2 separate regions of the Rattus norvegicus genome follow, and region 2 is linked to region 1. A link is a contact called in public Hi-C data. All regions are on one chromosome and are shown on one strand. The core of a region is the stretch at or near the end of the contact, and the rest is flanking DNA. Distances in the headings are between cores, read along the strand shown. Region 1 overlaps Stat5b (signal transducer and activator of transcription 5B). Region 2 overlaps Cavin1 (caveolae associated protein 1).

Evidence for each region. A called contact is a pair of places that touch in the nucleus more often than the background predicts.
Region 2: a contact with region 1 is called in a Hi-C map of liver, with 4 times the contacts expected there. The contact joins two enhancer-like sites. A contact is called at or near these places in 2 of 12 Hi-C or Micro-C datasets (both in liver).

Annotation. Positions count from the first base shown.
Region 1 is chr10:86,230,917-86,237,333 of GRCr8, forward strand. It overlaps Stat5b (signal transducer and activator of transcription 5B), which reads right to left. Exons shown (of 19, transcript NM_022380.2): 2 at 2,364-2,501. The coding sequence starts at 2,491. Among named protein-coding and RNA genes, the nearest start is that of Ghdc, 36 kb to the left of the region's middle. Within about 2 kb of position 4,520, at least 7 of the 93 cell types and tissues checked have an H3K27ac peak or open chromatin away from gene starts, as enhancers often do. A contact at or near this core is called in liver, where this site is marked.
Region 2 is chr10:86,379,278-86,385,612 of GRCr8, forward strand. Cavin1 (caveolae associated protein 1) reads right to left here. Exons shown (of 2, transcript NM_001105841.1): 2 at 5,124-5,933. The coding sequence ends at 5,232. Among named protein-coding and RNA genes, the nearest start is that of Cavin1, 14 kb to the right of the region's middle. Within about 2 kb of position 3,019, at least 6 of the 93 cell types and tissues checked have an H3K27ac peak or open chromatin away from gene starts, as enhancers often do. A contact at or near this core is called in liver, where this site is marked.

The sequences.
Region 1 (6,417 bases), core at 3,270-5,769:
GAGACCTGCTAGATGAAAGCCCACTTGCCTAGGACTGTCTTGAGTTCCTAGGCTTAAGTAATTCCCCTGCCTCAGCTTCCTGAGTAGCTGGAATCACAGGCATTGCGTTATTGTGCTCAAATAAATGAAAACGGTCTTTTGTTCTCTCTTGGAATTGAGCCAGGTCTGTCGAGCTGGACGAATGCTCTACAGCTGATCAGCATCCTTATCTCTGGTCTCCGAGTGAAATTGTAAATCAACAGAACTTCTTATTAATGTTTTCCGAAGTCCCCCAAATCGTTGAAACAGAAAAAAAAAAAGGAAAGAGAAAGGGAAAGGACCAACCTAGGTGTGTTTGACTGTTTGACATTCTCCTATTTAGCCAGGGTTTTTTTTTTCCCCCTCTTAATTATATGAAGCTGGGATTTTTTTTTTTTTAATTGCCCAGAAAAATTGCCTTCCTTCGGCAGGCTTGTTTCTGAATGGAGCCTGGCTAACAAACTGCTATAATTACTGTACGGCCTCATCTCCAGCGGATATAGACAGCCTCCTCCCAGCAGCACCAGAGCTGTAGCCCCACCACCCGGGTAAAAGGCTGTCTAGTCTAATGAATGTGTCACGCTGACTGACAGACTGGGGCTGACGGGCAAGCGCCCTGCCCTGAGCACTGCAGGGCACACGGCGGGCCGGTGAGGATGTGGCAGAGCTGAGGAGGCAGCAGCTCCTTGGTATAGATGTCCTGTGTGAGCTGCAAGTTTGCCATGGCACTGCAAAGTAAGATACGTTACTACTGGCCTGTGTTATACTGATCTAACAATTTTAAAGCTCAGGTACATAATTCATAATTTAGGAAATAAAGATGTTGGCTAAGTCAACACTGAGAGGTAATCATTATTCGTATTTTTTTTTTTTTTTGGAGCTGGGGACCAAACCCAGGGCCTTGCGGTTCCTAGGCAAGCGCTCTACCACTGAGCTAAATCCCCAACCCCCACTATTCGTATTTAAAAAGGAAAAAAAAAAGCCATTTAGTTTGTGTCTGTGTATGTCTCAATGTGGATGCCACATTGCAGTGTGGAGGTGTCAGTTTTGTCTACCATGTTGATTCTGACATTGAAATTCAGAATATCAGGGTTGGTGGCTAGTTTTTTTTTTTTTTAAACTCACTGAGCTATCTTGCCTCGTTGTTGATATTTTAGAGTATTTTCGTTTGTATATGTAAATATGAATTTAAAACACGAATGTTTCAAGCCAGGTGTAATGACACGGGCCTTTCATCCCAGCACTTGGGAGGCAGAGGGAGCCGGATCTCTGTGAGTTCAAGGCTAGCCTAGTCTACTGAGTGAATTCCGGGACAGCCAGGCCTACATAGTGTGAGGCCTTGTTTCAGAAAAAGAAGAAAACAAAGAGCCACGAATGTTCTGATTATTAAATTAGTATGTTAAACATCTGATTTATAAGATATAAATTTCAGCGCATGGGAGGCAAAGGCTGATCTCGAGCCTAAGACTAGGCTGGTCTATATAATGCATGCAGGCCATGCATAACTACACGGTGAAATTTTACCTTGGGGAAAAAAAGCCAGGCATGATTCTTGCGTTTAATCCCAGAACTTTCGAGTTCCAGGACAGCCAAGGCCACAGTGAGAGACCTTGTCTCAAACAAACAAACAACAAAAAAAACCCCAAAACAAAACAAAAACAAAAAAAAAAACCCAAAAAACAAAAAAACAAAACCAAACAAAAAACAAAAAACAAGCCAAGCCAAACCAAACCAAACAAGGCAAGCTGAGAGGCTGGAGAGATGGCTGTGTGGTTCGGAGGGCTTCCTGCTCTACCTGAGTTCAGATCCCAACAGCCACATTGGGTGGTTCAAAACCCCTTGGAACTCCAGCTCCAGCTGTTTTCTGGCCTCCGAGGGTACCTGCCCTCGTGTATACATCCATATACAGACACACACATATATTCTTAATTAAAAAAAAAACAAAAATTAAAAGTTCCAAAATTATTTCATCTCCCTGAATCTAAGAGGAGCATGTGTGTGTGTGTGTGTGTGTGTGTGTGTGTGTGTGTGTGTGTGTGTGTGTTGCATGAAGATTTTCAAACAACTTTTCTTGGAGATGGGACCTAAGGGCTGAATCCAGAGCCTTGATGCCTCATGCCTGTACTTTACCACTGAGCTTACTCATCCAGCCCAACACACAGCTCCCCCCCATCCCCCACCTCCTCCTTTTCCTTCTGCCTCAGCTAGGACCATGAGTGTTAGAGGTGGGGACCACGAAGCCTAGGTTACTCACAACTTTTAAAGTCTTAGCTATAACATTTTTTCTCATCCAAGTTCAATGTCCTTGTGCTTCCCAAAAGATGACATAGAAACTCTTTACCTACCAGGCTTGACTTTCGATCCACTGGGATAAATAATGTCGCACCTCGATGGGGAAATGCTGGCCGTACAAGGCCTGCATCTGATGAAGGGCATCGCCCTGGAGCTGCTGAGCCTGTATCCACATTGCCATGGCTTACAACCTGTTAAACAAAGGCCTTGATTTATTTGTTTGTTTCTAGTCTCCGTCCCCTTCAAAGCCACTGAAGTAAATATGCACAGGTTTTAAGAGTGAATGTTCTCTCTCCTTTTGGTACAGTATAGGTCAAGTCTGTAAACATTTCTTTTCCTTTTATTACTGTGTGTGGTTTCGTGCGGGCACAGACGTGCCGCAGTGGATGTGTGGAGGTCAGAGGATGGTTTTGTGGAGTCGTTTCTTTCCCTGCATCTTTAGGTAGGTTCTAGGGATCAAACGCAGGTTGCCAGGTTGCTCAGTAACTGCCTTTACCCACTGAACCATCACACCTGCCCCGATCAATATTCTTGAACTGACTTCAAGCTTTATCGTGTTTTTAAAATGCAGACACCCAGCATGGCCGTGGGAAGGGCCCCAGACGGATCTATGAAACATTGACTATTGTGGCGCAAAAGGCGGAACCAGAAAAACCAGCCTTAGGGAAGGAGCCGTGAACAGTTTCGATATCCTAGACCCGGTCTTTGCTTTCGCTGGAAACCGCCACGGGGTTATAGCATCGTTTCAAACGGGCACCATGAATGATCAGTGTAGCGATCTGAACAATAACTTTAGGTTTGGTATTTGGGCTTTGTGAAATGGAAGACGCTACCCTTTGAACGGGATCAGAAAGACAGACGAGACTCGGGACAGAGCGAGGCCTGCATGTTCTCACAGTGAGCTTAGCAGCCGCGCTCTTAACACAGAGCAGAGACTTATCTGGCCAAGTTCACCGTTGGAGTTACTGCTATGGAATCTGTAGAACAATGTTTGATTTACGACACCCACACACAGTCCAAGGCAGAAACAGTATGTGTTGACTAGGAGAATGGACTGTGGTGTTGCAATGGTTAGCGGTCGGGTTTCTCGTTGCTCTCCTTTTATAATGGAGATTGAACCTATGACCTGGGTCATGCCAGGCAAGAAGAGCTCCACAGCTGACCTATATTCCAGGCCTCTTCTGGACTTTTTATTTGGAGAGAGTGTTTCACTAAGTTAGTTGTCTAGGCTGACTATGTATTCACTCTATAGCCCAGGCTGGCCCTAAACTTTTCATTTTTAAATTTTAATTCATTTATTTGGTTTTGTTGTTGTCGTTTTGTTTTTTTGAGACAGGATTTCTCTTTGTAGTCCTGGTTGTCCTCAAACTCAGAGATCTGCCTACCTCTACCTCCTGAGTGCTGGGATTAAAGGCGTGCACCACCATGGCCCACTGAACTTGCTGTCTTCTAATTTAACCTAAGATCACAGGCTTGAGCCAGTAGTCTCAGCAACCGTGAGACTTTTTTTTTTTTTAATGAGCTATTGTGGTAAAGCCTATAATCCCTGAACTCAGGACATGAAGGCAGGAGGATCAAGAGTTCAAGGCCAACTTGGGCTTCCTGTGACCCTTTCTTAAACAACATCAAAACCAAAACAAGCTGCACCAACAGAAGCACACTTTAGAAAATGGCTTTCTGGGGTTGAGGATTTAGCTCAGTGGTAGAGTGCTTGCCTAGCAAATGAAAGGCCCTGGGTTCGGTCCTCAGGTCCGGAAAAAAAACAAAAAACAAAAAACAAACAAACAAAACAACAACAACAACAAAAAAAAGAAAATGGCTTTCTGGGGGCTGGAGAGATGGCTCAGCAGTTAAGAGCACTGAAGTCCTGAGTTCATGGTGGCTCACAACCATCTGTAATGGGATCTGGTGTGTTTGAAGACAGCTACAGTGTACTCAGATAAACAAACAAAGGCTTTCTGAAACTACTAGGAACCTTTTCTGACAGACCTGAGTCCATTTGGCAGAGACCTGGGATTCCCCAGACTGGAGAAGCTACGTTAATAGGAGGAAGACCTTGAAACCAGACTTGCTCTAACACTGCTTTCTGGGCATCTTGAATCCAATCTGAAAGTGACTGAGCTACTGATTTGCACAGTTCTCCTAAGGACTATGCTACAGCCATGGTCCAGTGCACTGGACCTGGGTTGTGTTGACGACCAGAGACGGCACATGTGTGCCAGGAAACAAAGATCCCTCTCTGTGAGCAGTGGCTGTCTGATCGAGTAACACTGAGCTATTTATGGGACAAGTCAGTTAGTCAGCAGTGAGGTGCGGGCTGGGTGCCGGTTACCTATTTTAGATGTGTGGGCTGCCATAGGATACTTGGATGGTTTAACTTGGGGCTTTCAGGCTTTAGGGCTGAGACAACAGTGAGATTTTCCAGTATAGCGGAGTTCAGTGGGTGTGGGTTCACCAAGAGGAAAACTGGGACGGGAGAGCAGTTCTGCTTCCTAGTCAGACATGTGGAAGACGGTGTTTCAGGGAGGTCTCCAAATCAGACCAGGACCACCAGCTCATGATTGTAGAGGAAAGGCAAAGAGATTGGGAGTGGAAGAAACTGGAGATTTAAGTATGTGGGGGGCCTGACAGAAGAGTGAAGAGCTGGGGTTCAGGTAAGCAGTCTTTCTTAGTTAAGAACAAGGAAGGGGTGCTGGAGAGATGGCTCAGTGGTTAAGAGCACTGTTGCTCTTGAGAAGGACCTGGGTTTGTCTCCCAGCACCCAGTTGATGGCTCACAACCATCTGTAACCCCAGCTTCAGGGGCTCTGATGCACTCCTCTGGCCTCCAAGGGCACTGCGAACCCACATAGTGCACAAACATACATGTGTACAGAACATTCATACATGCAAAATCAACATAAATAACATGAGAACAAATAAAGACAGACTCGGCTAGGAAGATGGCTCAGCCAGTGTTTGCCTTGCAAGCATTGAGGACCCAACTTCAAAGCCTAGAATCCGGGTAAAAAGCCAGGCAGAATGGTGTATACTTGTAATCTCAGAGCTGGGGCGGGGGGAGACAGGTGGGTCTCTGAGGCTCATCGGCCAGTCAGTCTGACTTAGACACTCTCTCAAAAGACAGAGTGGGAGGGAGCTGGGTATGGTGGCATGGTCACAGGCAGAGGTAGGTGGCTGTTCATGAGTTTGGGGTCAGCCTGGTCTATATAGCAAGTAACGGGCTAGCCAGGACTACATAGTGAGACCCCGTCTCAAAAATAAAATTAAAAGGTAAATAGCTCAAGCCTCCATAAGTGTACACACACACACACACACACACACACACACACACACACACACACACACATACTCAGAGCCACATATACACAGCCACACACTCAGCCCTAGAACAAGACAGAAGTAGGACCTCGTCATAGCTCCCTTAATGAAAATTTGAATGATTCCAACAGACACTAAAATCTCTTGTGTCTGCAAATTCACCTGCTGAACTGACTCAGGACAGAAGAAGGAACATGGTGGGAAGGTTCTGGGCTCACTCTGTCGTCCACTCTCTCTGTGCCACTGCCCTGGCACACATCGTATTCATTAAGGAAGGGGAAGCCATCTTAAACACACGGTGACTTTATCTACAACAGTGCTTGGCAATGAGCAGTACTGTCCTGTTGTTGTTGCTTAAGTACACAAATGTGAGCAAATGAAATTGAACGTGCCAGCTCTTTCCTTTTTTAAGATACATTTTTTCCCTATCTATTTATTTAATATGTGTGGGTGTTTGCCTGCATGTAGGTCTGTGGACCACAGGTGTGCAGTGCCCATGGAGGCCAGAAGAGGGCGCCAGATCTCCTGGACCTGGAGTTCCAGATGGTTGTGAGCTGTGGTTGTGGGTGCTGGGAATCCAACCCAGGTCCTCTGGAAGAGCAGCCAGTGCTCTTAACAGCTGAGCCATCTCTCCAGCCCCAAATCAGCTCTTTTCAAAGTTATAATGGAACACAACACCAGTATGGAATTCTATGGTGTAGAAGGAAACATCTCTCTCTTTTTTTTTTTTTTCCTTTTCTTTTTTTCAGAGCTGGGGACCGAACCCAGGGCCTTGTGCTTGCTAGGCAAG
Region 2 (6,335 bases), core at 1,769-4,268, 150 kb after region 1:
AATTTTATCCACCCATTCGATCAATGTTTGCTAATATGTTTACTTATATGAGGCTCTAAGGGCTGTCTGTGGTGATTACTATGACTAAGACGGACGCTAAGAAGAGGCTCGGTGGTTACGCATGCTAGCTGCTCTTGCAGAGAACCCGGATTTAATTCCCAGTACCAACACAGCAGTTCACAACCGCCTGTAACTCCAGTTCCAGGGAATCTGATATCCTTTTTGTTAAGCCTCTGGGGGGGTGGGGGGTTCCTGCACTTGCTACATAGAAACTCATAAAGGTTCCCACGCACACACGGTTTTAAAAATCTTTTTAAAAGGAGGTTGATGTGGGGCTGGGGATTTAGCTCAGTGGTAGAGCGCTTACCTAGGAAGCGCAAGGCCCTGGATTCGGTCCCCAGCTCCGAAAAAAAGAACCAAAAAAAAAAAAAAAAAGGAGGTTGATGTAAGAGGAAAGATGAAGGCGTCTCAGAGTATGGTTCAGCGGCAGACCACTTGCCTAGCAATGTGAAGTCTCACATGCTAGAACCGGTTCCACTTCTAGGACTACCAAAACCGAAAAACAAACAAAAAGAGAGACGCACACAGGGGTTATGGGGACATGCCTTTAGGCAGAGGCAGGCAGGTCTGAGTTAGAGGTCAGCATGATCTACATAGCTCTAGAGCCAGGACAGCCAAGACTAGATGGGAAAGTCCTGTCTGGAATGGAAGGAAGGGAGGGAGGGAAGGAAGGAGGGAAGGAAGGAAAAATCCAGAGGTGGTGAACAGCCCAAGCAGAGACCCATAGGCCTGAAAATGGTTCATCTTTGGCCAGCAATGTCAACATGTTGAGAAGCAGCAAAAACTGAGGCAGAGGCCAGAGTTTTAAGGATATTATCAACAGTGGCCAGGAGTTTAACTTGTGTGTGCGTGTGTGTGTATGTGTGTGTGTGTGTGTGTGTGTGTGTGTGTGTGTGTGTGTAATGAAGTAACATGCTGGCACGCACACACACACACACACACACACACACACACACAGTGTAAGGCTGTCTCAAAAACAAAAGCAAAAAAAAAAAAAGGAAATAAAAGCAAAAGGGGGGCTGGGAAAAATAGCGGTAAGCTCTTCCTTTTTAAGTGCAAGGCCCTGAGTTCAGTCTTCAGTGTTCACGTAGATGCCTGCCACACTGACCTCCATTCCCAGTCTCCCCCCTGGGGAGGGAGTGGGGTCTAGCTGAACCCGACTAGTGAGCTCCAGGCCACTGACAGACCCTGCCTCAAATATGGTGAATAGGATTTCCAAGGAAAATCCAGCCTACACACACATGCCCAGGTGCACATGTGACTGCACAAACATAAAGAAACAAACAAGCAAACAAACCCAAGGACCTCAGGAAAGAAAGAGAGAGAGAAAGAAAGAAAGAAAGAAAGAAAGAAAGAAAGAAAGAAAGAAAGAAAGTGGGGTTGGGGATTTATCTCAGTGGTAGAGCGCTTACCTAGGAAGCGCAAGGCCCTGGGTTCGGTCCCCAGCTCCGAAAAAAAGAACCAAAAAAAAAAAAAGAAAGAAAGAAAGACAGAAAGACAGACAGACAGAGGGCTGGAGAGATGGCTCAACAATTAAGAGCACTGACTGCTCTTCCGGAAGTCCTGAGTTCAAATCCCAGCAACCACATGGTCATTCACAACCCTCTGTAATGAGATCTGATGCCTTCTTCTGGTGTATCTGAAGACAATTACAGTATATTAATATATAATAAATCTTTTAAAAAAGAAAGAAAGACAGACAGAAAGAGAGAGAGAGAGAGAGAGAAAGAAAGGAAGGAAGGAAGAAAATGAATAAATGAATAAATGAATAAGGACTTGGAAGGTGTTATAAAGAGACCTGCTAACTCAACTTGAGTCTGTAACGGGATGTCACAGATCCATGGTGACATTAACAGGATCCCTTGGCAGACATTTTCCCTATTTGATTGCCTCAGTGTAACTGTCAGAATTAATGCCAACGATAGATTAGTGGAAGACACCGAGTGGGTAGGGACCTCGGAACACCATCCTTCCTTTCTAGTAGGCAGTGGAATATTTAATCCAAAGCCCACGGGCAGTCGCCCCTGTCTCACTACAGTGAAAGGAGTCTCTCTGGTTCTGGAAGGGCTTTGGGGGAGATGAAGGAGGGAATGGGGTGCATGGTACCCACTAAAGGGGCTAGTCAAAGAATCAGGGATACTCTTCCTAGGAGGAAGGCCAGACTGGAATTGGGTGAGAGTGGCCCAATGAAGGAACTTGCTAGTATAAGAAGGGTGGAGAGAAGAGCTAATAGCAGACAAAGGAAAAGCTGGTGGGCAAGCAAATTGACTCAGCTGGGTATCTCCAGGGTATCCGGTTAAACCTGGGCCCCTGGTATCTCCCTGCTTCACAGCTGAATGTGAAGTGACACTCTGGGTCTGTGTCTCCTGGCAGATGGGAACATCAACGGCTTGGAGGCTCTAAATGTCCGGTGTCAGTATAGTTTCTTTCGGTGGGAAGCCAAGCCTTTATGGAGGACTTGGAACTCTGGCCTCATGGACTCTGCAGCTGGAGGTGCACAGAGAGGAATGTGTGTGCAGCTCCTAAGAACTCAGCCTGTTTCAGGTAGGAGCACAAGGGTGGGCTGCAGACCCAGAAATGGCATTACTTTTACAAGGGACACCTTTCCTGAGATTCTGAGGCAGTCGGAACCCACAGGATGTCAAAAGCCCCATTGTTTCATGAAATTCATCACTGACAGGCAGGGTATAGTTGGTCCAAGGAGAGGTGACCAGACAATGGAGAGTTGCTAGAGAGTGAAACTGATGTGTGGGTTCCCCTGGTGCGTAGATGTACCACTGTTCTCTCTCTCATGTGCAGTCCTCTGGGGCAGCCTCTTATTCCCGTCCTCCTCCAGGCCTATGACTGGGGTGGAGGAACATCTGGAGGTTAAGTCCCTAGCCCTGGGGAAGTAGATCCAGACAGGACCCAGACTGCCGACTTCGACCTTTAAACAGTTGGTGCAGCCAGATTAGTTGCTGTGCGACCTTAGACAGGTCACTGTTTCCTCTGCTCTGAAAGGAATGACAGGAATCTAACTTGGAGTACTACCAGGTCAAATAATGATTGTAGAACACAATGTTAAAAAGCATTCCAGTAGAGAATGCTCAATATCTTGGCCATTGTTATCTGCCTCTGCCACCCCAGCCCCACTCTAGGAAGCCAGGCAAATGTATACCCCACTCCTTCCCTCCTTCCTTCCCCCTCTTCCTCTCCCCCTCCTCTTTCCCTGTTTCACTCCTGCTTTCCCTTAGTTCAACAACACCCTCAGCAAGTGCTTTGGACAATATAACCCCACACAAATCCTTTTAGAAAAGCAGGTTTATTGGTCCGGCTGCTCACCAGAACACAGCAACTCGAGGAGCTTCCCTAGAGCCCACAGGAAACTGTATCTGCCCACAGTGATAGCCCATCAGCACAGGGGACCTCATCCTGCATCTGCCCACCCTCCTCAGCTTATCTGTCTTCAATCGGAGGAGGGAAGGGGACCAAGAAAAATAAAGGAAAATTAAAAATAAAAAATAAAAAGCAAAGCTTCGTATTGTATAAAAGGTTTGTGGTTTCCATCCCCCCCCCAAAAAAATAATCAATTAGCTGCAATTCTAAAAAGCAGGGAAGATGTGTCGTTGGGGAGAAGGAAGTAGCCTGTAGCTATCATTTGGGGGAGGTGTTGCCTTTGCTCCTGACCAGCCTTTAAAGGGGGAATCAATGTGTCCTCAGGAGAAAACCTGGTCAGTAACTATAGAAATCAAGCCTTGGACAAGAAGCAGCACCCCACCCTCCCTAACTTTCAGATAAAGGTGCCCACAAAAGCAAGGAACTTAGGGAGGCAAGCTCTACAGTTTTACATTAGGGAAAGATCCATGCTAGAAGCAGCTGAGAGGGAGTTAGGGTGAGCAAGCCAGCAGGCCCTACTTCCCCAGTTTCCGGCTAGGGATCGCTACCAGAGGCCTGGCCTTTTTAGCACCTTGCTTTCTCCCTTCCTGCGGCCAGCCCTGCACAGCTCGCTGCTGCCTCCTGCTGGAACGCTAATTTTCTGGGCTCGGAAAACAAGACTTCCCAGAAGGCAGTTCCCAGATCCTGGAAGAGAGAATCCAGTCCGGCTTACTTCTCTTTGGAACACTTTCTAGAACTGACTGCCCTCCAGATCCAGAGACTGTCCTGCTGTCCTGAGATCTTACCAAAGCGGAACTCTTGTCTTGAATTTCTTTGTGTGGCTAATGAGGGCATTTCTTTCTTATTCCATTTCAACCCTCTCCTATCTTCCTATCTCTTCCCAAAGCCATACTCAACGTGCTCCTGTGTGCAGATTTTGTAGATTTGTAAACGTGCTCCTCTCCTGACACACTTCTCATCCTTTCCTAGGCTCAACTCACCTCCTGCTTACTTCGGTGAGACCTTTATCCAGGGTAACACTCTGCCTTCACCCACCGTATTGCCTTAGATTTCTCCAAAGACCCTCAGGTCTTCCGGTGAGCCACCTCCTGTGTGAGCAAAGGTCTCCCTACACACATTTTATCTTCGTGGTACTTTGAACTGCCTTTATTTTGAAACAGCGTCTCGATAAATTACTCAGGCTGGCTTTGAGCTCACTCTGCAACCCAGGCAGGTCTTGAGCTTGCAAATATCCTGCCTCAGCCTCTCAGGTAACTGGGAGAGCAAGCTGGCACTAGAAAGGCGCCCCTACAAGGGTTGTCTTTAGGATTCGCTCTTTTCCTCTTGCAGAAATTATGGCTTTGGAGTCTCCCAGGGTGAGGAAAAGGAGAAACAGCTCAGGAAGCAAGGGTGGTGCGACTTAGTATGAAGCTGTGTTGGGGAGGGGCAGGCCTCTGACAGGGCCTAACTAGGGAGCTTAGAAAAAGCATCCTGGAGCAGGACAACCAGGGCATGGGTCATTCTTCCATATCCTACCCAGACTGTGTTCAAATTGAGGCTGTCCATGGTGAGAGACCATCTATCCCTCGGTCTAAGGCCTATGCTTTGGAAGGCTGCTCTTCCAGGGGATATGATTTCCCCGCTTTAAAAAAAAAAAGAAAAAGAAAGAAAGGGGGGGAAAAAAAAAAAAGCCCAACCAGACTGGGCTTAGAATGCAAAAGAGAAAGTTTGAAATGAGAAAGGCGGTGGGCAGGAGTGGGGGTCAGGGAGGACAGGATCAGGCACCGGCCTCCAGGGCAGAGCCCCGTGAGTCCTGCTCAGTCGCTGTCGCTCTTGTCCACCAGGACGGCGTCCGATTCCTCGGTGATCTCCAGCAGCGTGTGCACGTCGGGGCTGCTCCCGCGCAGCAGGTCAGTGGCCTCGCCGCGCTCCGCGCCAACCTCGTCGTCATCAGGACCCACCTCCACCATCTCGGTGGCCTTCAGCACCTCCACCTCGCCCTCGCGGATCTTCTTGACATGGAAGGTAAAGGGCGGCACCTTGTAGACCGCGGTCTTGGAGCGCGCGTACACCACGTGGTCGGGCGTGAAGGACTTGCGCAGCTTGTCGCGCGACGTCTTCAGCTTCTCGCGTCGCTCCACGGGCACCAGGCGCGTGCCCAGCTTGTTCATGCGCTTCTCCAGCGTGTGCCGCGTCTTCTCCAGGTTCTCCTTAGTCTTCAGGCGCGTCTTCTCCAGGTTCTCGCGCGTGCGCACCTTGGTCTTCTCCATCTTCTCCTTGGAGAAGGCCTTCTTGAAGTCGTCCACGCGCCGCAGGCCGCTGCGCTTGATGCGCTCGGCGCGGGACTCCTCGATCACCTCCTCCACCTCCACCGCCTCGTCAGACGACAGCTCGATCGCCGCAGCGTCCTCCTCCGGCCGCTCGCCCTCGCCCAGCTCATCGCCCTCCTTCTCTGGCAGCGCCTCCGACTCTTTCAGAGACTTGCTGACGCTCAGTTTGGCCGGCAGCTTGACTTCATCCTAAAAGGCGAACAGAGCCTAGATGAGAAATGCCACTGAAGAGGGCAGAGAGAGGGCTGGATGGGACTCCGGGCAAAGTGCTGGCGATTCTGGGGAGAGCATGGGAACCTATGTGATGAGGGTGAAATCCACCAGAATTGTTCGCTCTCAAACACCCCCAATGCCTGGTACAGATGTGGTCATAATCTGTGCGTCGCACAGTCCTTATACAGACAGCAGCACGCGGAGAGAGCAGAGCTTCGGGTCAGAAATTGATCACCATTATGATTATACTAAATATTCCCAGGGACCTTCAAACCCTTGTACACTATGGCTACGGCTATGATTGCTTTAAGCGGCTGTGACTTCGGAAGAAAACAGCTTAACTTTGAAAATAGCAGAGCGCCCTCTGGTGCCCTAATT